Linked DNA regions of Ovis aries: region 1 is linked to region 2. The links are chromatin contacts, called in public Hi-C maps. All regions are on one chromosome and are shown on one strand. The core of a region is the stretch at or near the end of the contact, and the rest is flanking DNA. Distances in the headings are between cores, read along the strand shown. Region 1 holds the start of DPF1 (double PHD fingers 1). Region 2 overlaps SIPA1L3 (signal induced proliferation associated 1 like 3).

Region 1 (7,449 bases), core at 568-3,067, 83 kb before region 2:
AGAGGACATAGAATTTCTCAGGGATGCTGTTTTAGCTGAGGTTGTCTCTGAGGGAGTGACATTAATTTAGAAACCTGAATAAAGTCATTGTTGGAACCATGAAGATGCCTGGGGGAGGAACATTCTAGGCAGTGAGAACAGCAGATGCAAAGGTCCTGTGGCTGAAGTGGGCCCGGAGTGTTCCAGGAATAAGGAGGAGGCCAGTGCGACTGGAGCAAAGTTAGTTCAGTTGCTCAGTCATGTCCAACTCTTTGTAAGCCCATGGACTGCAGAACACCAGGCTTCCCCTTCCATCACCAACTCCTGGAGCTTACTCAAACTCATGTCCATAGAGTAGGTGATGCCATCCAACCATCCAACCATGTTGTCCCCTTCTCCTCTCGCCTTCGATCTTTCCCAGCATCAGGGTCTTTTCTAATAAGTCAGCAAAGCTAGTCAAGGAAAAGAAGGGAGATGAGATCAGAAATGTAGTGGGGAGATTTCCCTGGTGGTCCAGATTGTAAGACTCTGTGCTCCTAATGTAAGGGGGCCAGGCTCCATCCTGGCTGGGAAGTAGATCCAGCACGCACACTGCAACTAAGAGTTTGCATGCCACACAACGAAGATCCTGGCAGCTGCAACTAAGACCCAGCACAGCCTAAATAAACCGAGGAAATGAGATGGAGGTTGGGGATCTGCTTAAGTAGGGCCCTGAGAGCATAGTGAGGACTTAGAACTTCATTCCAAGTGTGAAAGAAGTCATTGGAAGTTTTGAGCCAGACAGCGTGGTGATGCCAGCTGTTTTACGCAGTTCACTCTGGCTACCCTGGAGAGAATAGTCAGGGACTGTCCAGGGGGAAGATGATGGGAGGAGGGAGTCCTAGGACGGAGGCTGTGAAGGGAGAAGGGTGAGTAGATTCTGGATCTATTTGTGAATGTAGAGATAACAGGATTTGATAATGGACTTGAGGTGTGTGTGAAAAAAGAAGAGTCAAGGATGATTGATTGCACTTGGAACAAAAATCCATTTTCTTTATAATGGCCTACAAGGCCCTACATAATCTGGTTCCTTGCTCTCTGGCTAACCTTGTCTCCCTCCTCACTCACTCGACTCTTTTACACTAGCTTTCCACAATAATCTTTGAACTTGTCAAGCTTTTCCTGCTTCTGTGTATTGCATGGTGACAGCTTCTCAGGTTTCAGCTCAAATGTCACCTCCTCAGAGAAGCCACTTTCTTTATAGCACTTTCCACTCTCTAAAATTAACAGCTTGTTTGCTTGTTTATCATCTGTTTTTCCCCACTCACAGCTCACCTCCTTGAGGGCAGCAATTCTATCTGTTGTTCATGTTGTTTCCCCAGTGCCTAGAAGAGTGCCTGTCACTTAATAAATGAACAAAGGCATGGATTAACCCCTGTGCTTGTTTACAGACTGGCTTACAAAAGAAGAGACACCAGAGAAGTAGGCAAAGACAAGAATATACGACAGACTCTGGGATCATCCACACACCCAGGGGAGATCCAGAAATCAGCGGCCACCCATTCCCGCGCGCCCGTGGTTCTTGAAGGATGGAGAGCCAGAGCTGGGAAGGGAGCACTCCAGGGAAGGGAAAGGATGCTCTGGGGCGAGTCCAGTCCCGCCCTGTATCCTCAGTAGCCAATGGGCACACGGTTTTCCCGACGCCCCCTGGGACGTGTAGTCCGGACAGGGGCGCCCTCGGGCGCCGCCGAGCGCCCCTAGACTCCACGTCCCGTCGTGCGCCGGGAGGTGCGGGGATTGGCCGAGCCCCGCCCCCGGCCCGCCCCGCTTCGCTCGCGCTGCAGCCCCAAGAATGAATGAAATCGTAGCGCGCTGGGCGGCAGAGCGGGCGGCGCAGGCCGGGCTGGGCCCGCGCGCAGCGGCAGCGGCGCCCCGGGCCGGAGGCGGCCCAGCCGAGCGGGCCATGGCCACCGCCATTCAGAACCCGCTCAAGTCGTGAGTGTCCCCGCCGTCCACGTCCCTCCATCCGCCCCCAACCCGAACCCTGCCCCCGCCCTCGCTGGGGAGGGGGACGCAGTGGGCGGATGGTAGTTGAATGGGCCCCCCAGCTTGTCCCCCTGTCCCCCCGGGGCGTGCCGCCACCCCCTGTCTCCCTCCTGGGGCTGGGGGCAGGAGCCACTCCAGGGTCGCGGGGGCGCCTCTTTGTCGCTGTCAGTGAAGGAATGTGGCGCGGGCTGGGGGTGGCGGAGGCCGTTTCCCCACCCAGAGTGGGGGTAGGGGCTTCCTTCTCCTCCTCCGAGTCTCTCGGGGCGCCGGGTCTGCCCCTGCCTGGGGCTGGGAGTATGAATGCCTAAGTCCGGACCCTAGTCTCCCAGGTCTCTACCTCCTCAAAAGCATCTTTCTCTCTTTCCCCTCTCTTTCTCCCGGAACCTCGGTCTGCGCGGCCGCAGGGTGGGAGCTGAGACGTCGGGGTCCCCGATTCGATCCCTGCTGTCTCCCCCCTTTTTTTTCCTTCCCGGGTCTTCAGGACCTAAAGCCCCGACGCTCCGGTCAGTTTAGACCGTGGGCTCTCTGCCTCTCCCTGCCCGTACACATGTAATGAGAGCATCTCCTGTCTCCTTGGGGACCGGATGCCTCGGGAGAGGGTGCTGGGAGCGCCCTCAGTCTCCGGGGATTCCCTCCGTTTCTCCCTGTCCGCGTGCCTCCTCCGAGCTTCGCTTCCTCCCGGACCCCGCGGCTGGCATCCTGGACGCCTGGGTTCAAACCTACGCTGTCTCCCAGCCGTCTCCTCTCCTGGCCAGCCCTCGCTCTCTCCACTTCTTCCCTCTCTTTCCGTCTCTCTCGCTCCTTCCTCGGGATCCCGAACTCCTGGGTCCCAGTGCTCCCCGCCCCCTTCCCCAACGGTGACAGCGGGCTGGGAGTGACAGGCGCGCGGCCGCTCCGGCTCTCCCTCCCCGGCTGGCGCGCGCGGCCCTCCCCTCCCCCGCTCCCCGGCCTGGCGGGGAGGAGGCGGAGGGCGAACGCCCGCGGCGCCGCACAAAGGGGCCGGGGCGACCTCCCCCACCCTCCCCCCAGCCCCTCGCCTCCGCCACCTTGACCTTGAGCTACGGGTGCTGGGGGTTGGGGTGGGGGAGGGGCTCGGGGCGCCCCCCGCTCCCGCCCTCCGGAAAGGCTGTGCCTAGGGTGGCCGGACCTAAGGCCCCCAGTAGCTTCGGGTTTCTGATGGTGGGGGGAGTTGGGCCATGGAGGGGGCCGGGCCTTACAAGCTCGCGCCTACACGTGTGGCTTTGCGGAGAGCCAAGCCGGCTTGGAGGGCGTGTGTGGGGTTGGGGTAGGCGTGAGACAGTGTGTAACGGTGACACTTCTGCCTCCCTCTCGCTCTAATTCTTCAACACAGACGTGTTACCCCTATCAGGGACACCCTCAAACTGGCTGGCACTGGGCTCGTGTGCAGGTTGGTGGATCTATAGGTATCCAGACCTCCTCACTTTGACCTCTTGGAGTAGGTGTGGGGCAGCCATTGCGGGGGCCTGAAGACCTGAGTAAGCTTGGGGGTGGGAGTGCCAGTAGCCCTTTCTGCACTCACCTTCTGAGGGATCTACAGGAGGTGATGGGAGGGAAGGGGTTGGCTCCTGAGAGAATCCAGTCCCCTTAGGAATGGGCTCTGGAGGGTTCTGACTGCCTGTATTGGAACCTCCCCACCTTGAGCCTCAGCGTTACCATCTGTGAACTGGGGCATCATTACAGTTCTTATTATCTCATGGTTGCTGCTGTGATGTTTGTAAAGCACTTGGTACTGAGCCTGACTCTGACTAAATGTAGTGAGAGTGTCAGTTGTGTCTTGACTCTTTGCGACCCCATGGACTGGAGCCCGTAAGGCTCCTCTGTCCATGGAATTCTTCTGGCAAAGATACTGGAGTGGGTTGTCATTTCCTTCTCCAGGGGATCCTCTCGACCCAGGGATCAAACCCGGGTCTCTTGCATTGGAGGCAGATTCTTTACTGTCTAGTATCAATGTTGATTTCACTTGTGGTCCAGTTTCCACACAGGGCATGGGTGGATGGGGACAGGACTGTTTGGACATGGGAGTTTGACTGCGGCTGAGGGATCTGAGAGGGTGACTAGGGGTAAGGAAGGGGAGAGAGACCCTTCTCTAGGTGTCAGCTGTGGGTCAAATTGCACTGGTGGACAAGGGCCTCCAGGGAGCTGATGGAGTGTTCTATACTCAGGCTCCAAGCTGAGCAAAACTGATGCCAAGGTTCTGGGGGTGAGCCAGGTACCTGAGGCTAGAGGTGTGGGGGAGCAAGTGTAAGGATGTATTGGAGGCTGGTGGGAGGTGACAGAGGAAGGTGGCAAGGGCTCTTGGAGCTGAGCTGGTGGGTTGGGGGGGGGCAGGGCTCACTGTGGATGAGATTGGGGTAGCCACTGTAGGGGACCTGGAGGCCAGAGTGACTGTGAGGTGCCAGTGTCCCTGTGGCACTGTGTGATCTGTGACGCAGAGTGAAGTGCCTCACCCCCTTGCCATCTGCTCTAGGCCAGATGTGAAGCAGAGACCCACTCCCTGCTTTGGGGGTTTGAGGAGAGGGAGATCAAGGCCTTACCTGAGAGAGATGGGGGAGAGCCTGTGGAAGGCGTCTAAGACTAGAGGTGTGTGTGTGTGTGTGTGTGTGTGTGTGTGTGTGTGTGTGTGTGTGTGTGTATTTTGTTTTTTGTTTTGGGGTCATGCCTTTCTGCCTGGAGGATCTTAGTTTCCTGACCAGGGATTGAACTTATGACCCCTGCACTGGGGAGTGTGGAGTCTAAACCACTGGATCACCAGGGAAGTGTGTGTGTGTGTGTGTTTAGAAGTGACCATGGGTGTGGAAGACCTGGAGGGGCCTCTCTCATCAGGGAGGTAGGTGGGGGCATCAAGAGACAAAAGAGGTGAGGGCTTTGAGGCCTCTTCCGTCTGCCGGAGAGCTCCCTGGTAGACAAGGACATTTGTGGGCCTTTTTATCCATGCAAGGGCTCAAACCTGAACAGGAACTTTGGATGGGGGTGTGGGTTTGGTGTGGGTGAGTGGGATTTGGCAAGTGCTGTGACTCCAAAGGTCAGCTTCCTCTCTGGGCATCCCTTAGGGTGGAGTGGCAGAAAGAAGGGGGTGACCCACGTGATACAGACATCTGGGCAAGTGAATACTTATCTTAGTCTCACCTTCAAGCAAACACCAGGGGCTGACGGCATGCGACTCTACTTCCTCTGGGAAAATGGGGGTAATGGTAATATCACCCTGGTGGGTCATTATGAGGATCAGACGGGTGAGTCTCTGTTAAAGAACTGTGCCTGTACTTGGTGGCTACTCAGTATATTTATTCGTAACAAATATTTTGTAAGCATCTATTATATGCCAAGCTTCCCTGGTAAAGTAAATCTGCTCAGAGGGTAAAGAATCTGCCTGCAATCCAGGAGACTCAGGTTTGATCCCTGGGTGGGGAAGATCCCCTGGAGGAAGAAATGGCAACCCACTCCAGTATTCTTGCCTGGAGAATCCCATGGACAGAGAAGCCTAGTGGGTTACAGTTCATGGGTCGCAAACAGTCGGACACGACTGAGTGACTCACACACATATGTCAAGCGTTATTCTTTCTAATAATGGTTAGCTATCACCATTTTACATCTTAGTACATATCAGGTCCTCTTCTTGGAATGAATGAATTTATTGAACACCTACTACCTGCCAGGTACCTTTTGTTTTGTTTGTTTGTTTGCTAAACTGCATGGCATAAGGGATCTTTGTTCCCCAACCAACCTGTGCCCTCTGCAGTGGGAGTGCGGAGTCTCAACTACTGGCTGCTGCTGCTGCTGCTAAGTCGCTTCAGTCGTGTCCGACTCTGTGCGACCCTATAGATGGCAGCCCACCAGGCTCCCCTGTCCCTGGGATTCTCCAGGCAAGAACACAGGAGTGGGTTGCATTTCCTTCTCCAATGAATGAAAATGAAAACGGAAAGTGAAGTCGCTCAGTCGTGCCAGACTCTCAACGACCCCATGGACTGCAGCCCTCCAGGCTCCTCTGTCCATGAGATTTTCCAGGCAAGAGTACTGGAGTGGGGTGCCATTGCCTTCTCCGACTACTGGACCAACAGTGAAATCCCCATCAGATGCCTTTTGAAGCAATTTACCAATATTTAAGGGCTTCCCAGGTGGTGCTAGTAGTAAGAACCCTCCTGCCAATGCAGGAGACATAAAGAGTCCCTGGATTGGGAAGATCCCCTAGAGGAGGGTATGGCAACCCACTCCAGTATTCTTGCCTGGAGAATCCCACAGACAGAGGAGCCTGGCGGGCTACAGTCCACGGGGTCATAAAGAGTCAGATACGACTGAAGCGACTTAACACATGCACACCCCAATACTTACTCATTTAATGCTCACAATAATCCAATGAGGTATCATCCTTATTTTACAGATGAGGAAACTGATTCCCAGAAAGATTAAGTTATTTGCCCAGGGTTACATGGCCACCAAGTGGTAGAGTCAGGATTTGAACCCATGAAGTGTGGCTACAGCACACACGTAACTGGCACGGCTGCTGTCAGGCCGGGGAAGGGGCTGAATCGGGCGTGGTCCCTGTGAGAGAGACAGCCCCGACGGTGACCAGAGGCCGGGGACCGAGAGGGTGCTCTGGAGCTAGGAGGGACTCGGGGGAGAGGCGGCGGCAGGGAGCCATGCGTTGGCGGGACGTTTGCGTGGGCATCTGTACGTTGTCTCTAAGTCTCCTGGCACTCAAGTGTTTGTGTGAGTGCAAATGTATGCGAGTCTATGCGAAGGTGTGGGAGAGGGAGTGTGCGTGAGTCTGCGTGGGAGGCTGTGAGTATATGTGTGAATGTGTGTGTAAGTCGCCGTGTGTGGGTGTGTGCGAGCCCAGGTGTGCATGCGTGAGTGTAGACCCATGTGCGAGACTCCGAGGTGTGCATGGGTGAGCGTGCGCGAGTGGCTATGCGTGCCTCGAGCCCCATCTCTGACCGGCTTCCCGCTGGGGTCCCGCCTGCCGCAGGCGGGGAACTACCACTCCCAGCATGGCCCGGGCGGGCCCGCCCCGCCGCCCTGATTGGCTGTGGCCCCGGTGCTCCCGCCCCCCGGGAATGAATGGATGGGCGGCCTCAGCGCCCGCCCGAGCGCTGGGAGGACCGGCCCGGCGGGGACCTGCTGGGGGCAGGACCCGGGGAGCAAGATGGCCACGGTCATCCCCGGCCCCCTGAGGTGCTGCGGGACGGCGGGAGGCGGGGGAGGGAGCGCGGGCGGATCGAGCGGGCGTGTGTGTGTGTGGCGGCTGGGGGTGGGGCCGATGGGGTGTCTGGGGGGCTGTCACCGTGGGCCGGGCTGCGCGGGGTTGCGAGTGTGTGTGACTGTGGGTCTCTGGCAAGAACCGTGTCCGACGCGCTGCTTTTGGAGGAGAGGAGAGTGTGCGGAACTCCGAGTCCTCTTCGGGAAAAGGGGGTCATGTCCCGCCCCGAG
Region 2 (6,754 bases), core at 3,920-6,419:
TTGGAATGAACAAAAGCATCATCCCCACCACCTCTATTCTTGGCTGATGGCTCCATGCCAACTGCCACTTCCAGCCTCAGCCACTGTTGCCACCCAGGTGCCCCCACAACTCAGACTCCTCTCCATTCCACACCTTTCTGCTTACTGATGTCTGTAGCCTCTGCTCTGTCCGGAATGACTTTCTCCCTCTTCTCTGTGGCAAACTCTTATTCATCTCTCAAAGCCCTATTCAAATACCACCTGCTCTGGGCAGCCAGCTTAGAGCTGGGGTTGGGCTGAGCTCCCTCCTCTAAGGCCTGAGTCTATCAGAGCTCTTGGCAGTGTGTGCATCCCTTCTGAGATCTTCTCTCACCATAGCAGGTGCTGATAACAGGAACCCCTGGGTAAGTATCTCAAATATTTCTCCTGGCACCTGGAACACAGAGGGCTCTTGGGACCCACTGCAGTTGAGAGCTGAATGGTGGCTACCAGAAGATGAAAGAGTATGTTTCCCCCAATTTTACAACAGAGGCTTAGAATCAAGCAGTGGTTTAGTGTAGTAGCTCTCGAAGTGTGTTCCCCGGGCTGGCAGCCTTGGAATCACATGTCCTACCCTAGTCCTACTAAGCTGGAAATTCAAGGGTGAGGCCCAGTTATCAGTATTTTAACAAGCGCTCCTTCTGGGTGATTCTGAGGCATGTTAGTTAAACAAACTCACTCACTCACTCCATCCTTTCATCAAATATACACCAAGGATCTACCAGACCCTGAGCTGTGTGACGGTGATCATAAGAAAAAAAGTGTTATATATTGGAAAGCAGCAGGCCTGTTCATGCACACATGCATGAATATGCACGCACGCACACTTCCCTGGGCTAACAGGATGGAGAGGACTCAAGGCCGTCATCAGGAAAAGACAAACGGAAGTCGAGGGAACAGGTGGCAACATGTCACTGTGTGGGAGGTGGGGGTACAGGGAAGGCTTCCTGGAGGAGCATCAGCACTCACACTGGAAGAGTGGGGTCCAGGGAGTCTGTGGGGGTGAAGATCATGAAGAACTTCCGGGTGGACAGAAGAACACAGGGAGGATTCTGCAAAGCACACAGCCTGCCTAGGAGATCAGAAGTGGCTGGGGTCTAAGGCCACACCACCCTGAACTCGTCCCATCTTGTCTGATGTCGAAAGCTAAGCAGGGTCGGGCCTGGTCAGTACTTGAATGGGAGAAGGGGCTGGGGAGGCTGATGTGCAGGGCACTGCACGAGGCTGGAGAGGCAGGGGAGGAGGAAGGGTCCCTGCTGGCCACAGTGAAGCGTGGAGCCTGTGTCACAAGAGCTCTGGGACACGTGGGGGTGGGGTTTTGAGCAGGCAATAGACGTGGCCAGCCAGACAAAGACCCCCTGGCTACTGAGTGGGGGTGGACTAGAGGAGGTGGCACAGAGGCTGGGGGCTCAAGGAGGTGGCCAGGGCAGGACACTGGGGAAAGGAGGCGGGGGCGGGGGCAGAGATGCTCAGGAGGTTGAAGATGGGCCACAGTAGAGGGGAGGGGAAAGGGAGGCATCCAGGATGAGGTGCACGGCTCTGGCCCAAGGACAGGTGAGTGGTGTGGCCACCCCTCAGACAGGCACCCCAGGGGAGGAGGAAGGTTCCAGGGCACTGGAGTGGAAGACTGCTGGAGAGTAAGCTAGAGAAACCGTGTTTATTCCGAGGGTACAGAGAGCCAGGCAGGAGTTGGGAAGATCCCCTAAGCTGTCAGTCTGGGGAAGGGGACAGGACTGAAGCCTGACTGGCCCTGAAAACTGGGTAATGCTAGGGGCCTGGTGTTGGGGGAGCATGGGCTGGAGGCAGATAACAGCTGTGTTGCAAGGGGCGTGCTCAGACAAGTGATTCAGGCATTGAGAAAAATGGCAACTGAAACGCTGCTGCAAAGACCGGCAGGGCCCTTCCTGGTCAGGCTGGCTTGGCCCCACATCCTAACACACACAGCCCTCTATCCTAACGGGCCTCTGAGGACCCTGGGGAATCCAAAAGCCCCATAAAATGGCAAATAAACCTGTATGTCAGGTAAGTGCATCTCCCGGGGAAGAAGGTTGTTGGCTTTCATCAGATTCCTTAACGGAAAAGAGAGAGGAGAGTCTGACCTTTCTGGGGATGGCTTGTATCTCGCGTAGGTGGCCGAGCCGGGGGTGGAGAAGCTCCCAGAAGGCTGTCGGTAGGGAGGGACTTTGTCGACCCCTGCTGGTGACGCTGTGTAAGGGGTTTCGGGGAAGCTGACAGGCCTGGAACAGAGGAGAGAGGAAGAGGGTGGGGGTGAGCAAGGAGAAGCCCGGCCCAGTCCTGCTACCCAGCCACACCCGTGGGCTTCACCTGCTCTCCTCTGTGGGGATGGAGGCAAGGCTGCTGAGCAAAGGGCTGGGGAGGCCAGGACACCCCTTCCCACCACAGCTGAGCCCACCCCTCAGCGTCTGCAGCCTGACACAGGCTGGACGGGCCACCCACACCTGGGACAAGACTCTCCTCTGCAAGTTAGATTCCCTCATTTCTTAGAAATTTTTCTTTAACATATAAGGTATTCAAAAGCACTTATCTGTAAGGTATATGCCATCATAATAAAACAAACTGCCTAAAGTTACCACCGACCCGAGAGCTAGAACTGGGGCCATGTGCACCCATGGGTGGGCTCCTCCCCGCCCCACTTCCCTGTCTCCCCAAGAAGTAATCACTCTCCTAAATTTTGTGCTTATCAGTCCCTTGACCTTTAAAACAAATACATGGTTTTAATCTCACATGGTAGGGTGGATTTCCAACAGCAGGTGCTGAGCGCCCCAGCTCTGCGTCCACGCTCCAGAGGCTCATGAGGCAAGTTTAAGGCAAGGAGGAAGGGAGGGGTACGAGAATGAGAAGGCAAGGGAGAGGAGGAGGGCGGACAACAGGCGGAGGAGAGAGAGAAAGGCAGAGGGCGGCAGGGGGCAGGCGGGGCTGGGTGGCACCCCTGGGCAGGGGTGGGGGTGTCCTTACCTCTTGCTGTGCAGGGGCTGGGACTCCCGGAAGGGGACCATGGGGGTCTGCTTCGGGGGCCGGCTCAGGGACTGGGCGTGTCCGGGGGTGGCGGGGGCAGCCCACTTGGAGGCCGGGAGAGAGTTGTGGGACGCGGGCCCGCTCCACTGCCAGGGAGCGTTGCTGCGGTAGGGGGGCCGGCCCCCCGGGGCCAGGCCCTCCGGCTCGGTCTTTGGCTCCGAGGTATTCATATCATAGGTTTCTGGCCACCCTCTGGGAAGAAAAACATCGTTACTCGGAAAAGGCCCCGGCCCACCAGCGCGCAGGGCTCCTGCTTCGCAGCCCAGATCTGAACAGTCTTCTATTTTAAAGGCCGAGTGGGGACCCTTCAAATTGGTCTGAAATGGAGCAGCTCTGTGTCCTCAACCGAGATAGGGTCCAACACAATGGCCCCGACTGCTGGGCACACTCTACTTCATCTCCCCGTCCCCTCCTCTTCGTCTCTCCCGGTCTCTCCCTTCACCCTGACCCAGGCCTCCAGTTGGCCAGTGTCCTCTTCAGGCTAGCTTGGCGCCCCCACCCTCCCTTGGCAGTACTCAGGGCCAGAAAGGCGGATGCCCTCGGCATCAAAGGACAGTATCTGCCTTGTTCCAAAGAAGCTCAAAGGCAGCTGGAAGAGGAGCAGGTGACCTACTTTGCAGGGTGGTTGGAAAAAAAAAAAAAAAAAAAGCCACGAAAAATCCAGAACCTTGAAATAGATGCACAACGGCCTGTGACTCCCCCTAGACCAGGCTGGCACACGCACTGCAATGTTCCTGGCTCAGGGCGGGGGGCTCCGTGGGCTGGGCTGGCGTCCTCCGCCTCCGCTGCAGTGCAGCATGGGAGGGGGCTCTGAGCCCGAGCAGGGGGACGTGCTCACAAAACCCACCTCCCAGGGGCTGTGGGAGCCAAGCTGGCAGGAGCCCTGGGCCTGGAAGCCGTCAGGCCCACACCGAGCCAGCCCTCTGGGGTTCTCCTGAGCCTCGGGCACTTGCAGGGTCACCCGGCAAAAGATCTGGTGGTCGTGGACCCAGGTCACGTCTGCTAAGGAGGCATCAAAAAGTGACCCAGGAATGTTCTCTGGCACCTGGGCCAGACACACAGTGCCCTTGGCAGCACTGGAGCTGGAGCTGGTATTCAGAAGTGCCTTCCAGCAGCTTCTCTGGATCAGTAGGTGCCCACGCCTCACCAGGTGCCAGGTGAGGAATGACAGCATACGAACGCCTAACAGGACCTGCAGATCTGCCAGGCCCAGGTGGAGGTGCTACCACCGTGGACCCAGGCAGTGCGTACCCGCTGCTCCTGCCTGCCTAGCTTCTATACCCCCTTCTCCTGAGAACAGGTCTGTGGGCTCTGGGTGGGGTGGATCCCACTTCCTGGCTCCAGGTATGAGCATGTGACCCAGGCCAGCCAATCAGCAGCGCTTCTTTGAGGTGACGGGCACAGGATTGTCAGGTGCCCCAAGCTGAGCCAATCAAAGACAGTGAGCATCAACTCTGGAACTGCTGCAAGGGGGGTGGGGTGGGGGGTGGGCAAGCAGGGGAAGGAGGGTAGGTGGTAAGAAAAAGATCTGTTTCACTGGGCTGCTGAGCTGGGGAGACCTAAGCTGGAGCTGCGACGAGGAAGAGGTGGCTTGAGAATGATGGCAATGCAGAACATGAAACAGGTGAGAGATTCTTGATGAAGATGTCCAAGACCCTGCATAAAGCCACATCTCAATCTTGCCCTATCTCCCAGTCTTCTTAGGTGCATTAGCCAGTCAAGTTTCTCTTTTGCTTCACCTCTGTTGCTGGTTATTATCAATAGATACACTGAAGAAAGAAGCAAATTGAGGCACAGAGAAGTTAAGTAACCTATTCAAGGTCACACAGCCAGTAAGAGGTAGAAACTGAATTGATTGATTTATCCTTTTTTTTTTTTTTTCCTTTTTTGGCTGTGCCATGTGGCTTGTAGAATTTTAGCTCCCTAACCAGGGACTGAACCCACGCCCTGGCAGTGAAAGCACTGGATTACCAGGGAATTCCCAGAAACTGGATTTAAAGATAGTAAGCTGACTTGAAAGCCCACAACTTTAACCACCATACACACTGGCTTACTGGGACAGTGGTTTGGGAGCCAGTGGGTAGATTCCGCGGGCCTGTGACTTCTGCCCGTTACTGACAGCTCCACCTTTGGCCAAGAGTCCCTGGGCATGACCTCAAAGAGGGAAAACAATCATTGGAGGGTAGCACAGAGTGACAGAGAGCCAGGGCGCAGTAGGCGGACAGCTGGTTCAGATCACAGCTCTGCTGCTTATGGCCCATGTAGTCTTGGGTGAAGGAGTTTCCTTCTCAGAGCCTCAGTTTCCTCATCTGCAAAATGGAGGTGGTGGTGAGCATCAGCTAGAAGTCTGGCGCATGCCAAGTGCTTAACACATAAGAGCTGTTGCTGTGGTCGCCTTCTCCAGCTGATTCTGTGGACTCTGCCTGCCATTCCCACAAGCTCAGAAGCAGAAGCCTTCTTTCCATTTTCTGAAGTCCAGCCAAACCCACCCGGGGGCTCTAGAACAAATTCCTTCCCCGTGATCTGAGATCCATCAGCATCTAGATTACCCTGAGTGCTCGGTAAAGGAAAGCAGATGCCTGGGCCCAACTCAGCTCCTCTGAATCACAGTCCTCTTTGAGGTGGGCCCCGGGAAGCTGCATTTTACCAAGCTGCCAGGGATGATGCTGACATGAGAAAGTTTGAGAAGCTCCTTTCACTGATCCAGTTTTAGGATTGTTTTTAAAAATTAAAGTGTTATTAAACGGCACCTCTGTCCACCAGTTACACCCACCAGAAGCACCCACAGCTGCCAGGTTTTTACATATTCTTGACTCACTGCATTTTCTGTAAACAATCAATTACTACTCCATCATATGGATGGCCTGGGATTTACTCAGCCAGTCTCCTATGGTTGGACATCTAGTTTCTTCCAGTCTTTTGCTCGACCAACAATGCTGCACTAAAGAGTCCCTCTCCAACCTCTCAGCCATGTGCGGAAGATGCCTGGTGATGGATGGCCAGTTTCGCAAACTGCTTTTCCTATCTGCCGCCTCCTCTTTGATTCCCAACAGCCTAGTTTCTGGAGGCCATGGGGACTCCTTTCTCTCTCTCCAACTCACTCACTTGTGGGGTTTCAATTCCCCTTCTCAGGGAGGAGCATCCCCTCCCCCTTCAGATATCTTGAATCCAATTGAGGAACCAAAGGTGTCCTGGATCAGCTTCTCCATCAGGCAGGACAGACACAGTGAGATGAGCCTGTACAAACACGCCAGGTTACCATGACACACCGCTTCAGGGGCTCTGGGATGTCCCTCCTGGCTACCTGGCCCCCCTGGGTGGGGCTCACCTGAGAACCCCAGCCTCATGGTCTGGGATGTCCCTCCTGGCTACCTGGCCCCCCTGGGCGGGGCTCACTTGAGAACACCAGCCTCACGGTCTGGGGGTGTGAGTATGACCCCCTGTATGCTATGCAGTATCTGAAGAGCCTGGGGTCCAGACCCAGGCCCTACAAAGCCTGGCTGGTGGCAGGGATTGTGACACCCAGGCTAGGAGGCCAGGGTCATAGCAAGAGGCTGGAGGAACAGCAAAACTGGGCTATCAGCTCTGCAAACGAGGTCAGCCAGACCCCTCTGCGCTTGAAGAGCCACACACACCACGCAAGTCCCAACCCACAGCTGTCCCGTTTCGGTGGCTGCCTTGTAAAGGGAGCTGGATGATA

What was found. A called contact is a pair of places that touch in the nucleus more often than the background predicts.
Region 1: a contact with region 2 is called in a Hi-C map of liver, with 2.7 times the contacts expected there. The contact joins the promoter of DPF1 here to the enhancer-like site in region 2. A contact is called at or near these places in 4 of 16 Hi-C or Micro-C datasets (hypothalamus, liver and tail adipose tissue).

What each region holds. Positions count from the first base shown.
Region 1 is chr14:47,413,876-47,421,324 of ARS-UI_Ramb_v3.0, reverse strand. It overlaps DPF1 (double PHD fingers 1), which reads left to right and starts at 1,817. Exons shown (of 11, transcript XM_060398594.1): 1 at 1,817-1,953. The coding sequence starts at 1,922.
Region 2 is chr14:47,334,471-47,341,224 of ARS-UI_Ramb_v3.0, reverse strand. SIPA1L3 (signal induced proliferation associated 1 like 3) reads right to left here. Exons shown (of 22, transcript XM_042230909.2): 11 at 2,995-3,246; 12 at 2,118-2,255. Among named protein-coding and RNA genes, the nearest start is that of DPF1, 82 kb to the left of the region's middle. Within about 2 kb of position 5,169, at least 1 of the 54 cell types and tissues checked has an H3K27ac peak or open chromatin away from gene starts, as enhancers often do. A contact at or near this core is called in liver, where this site is marked.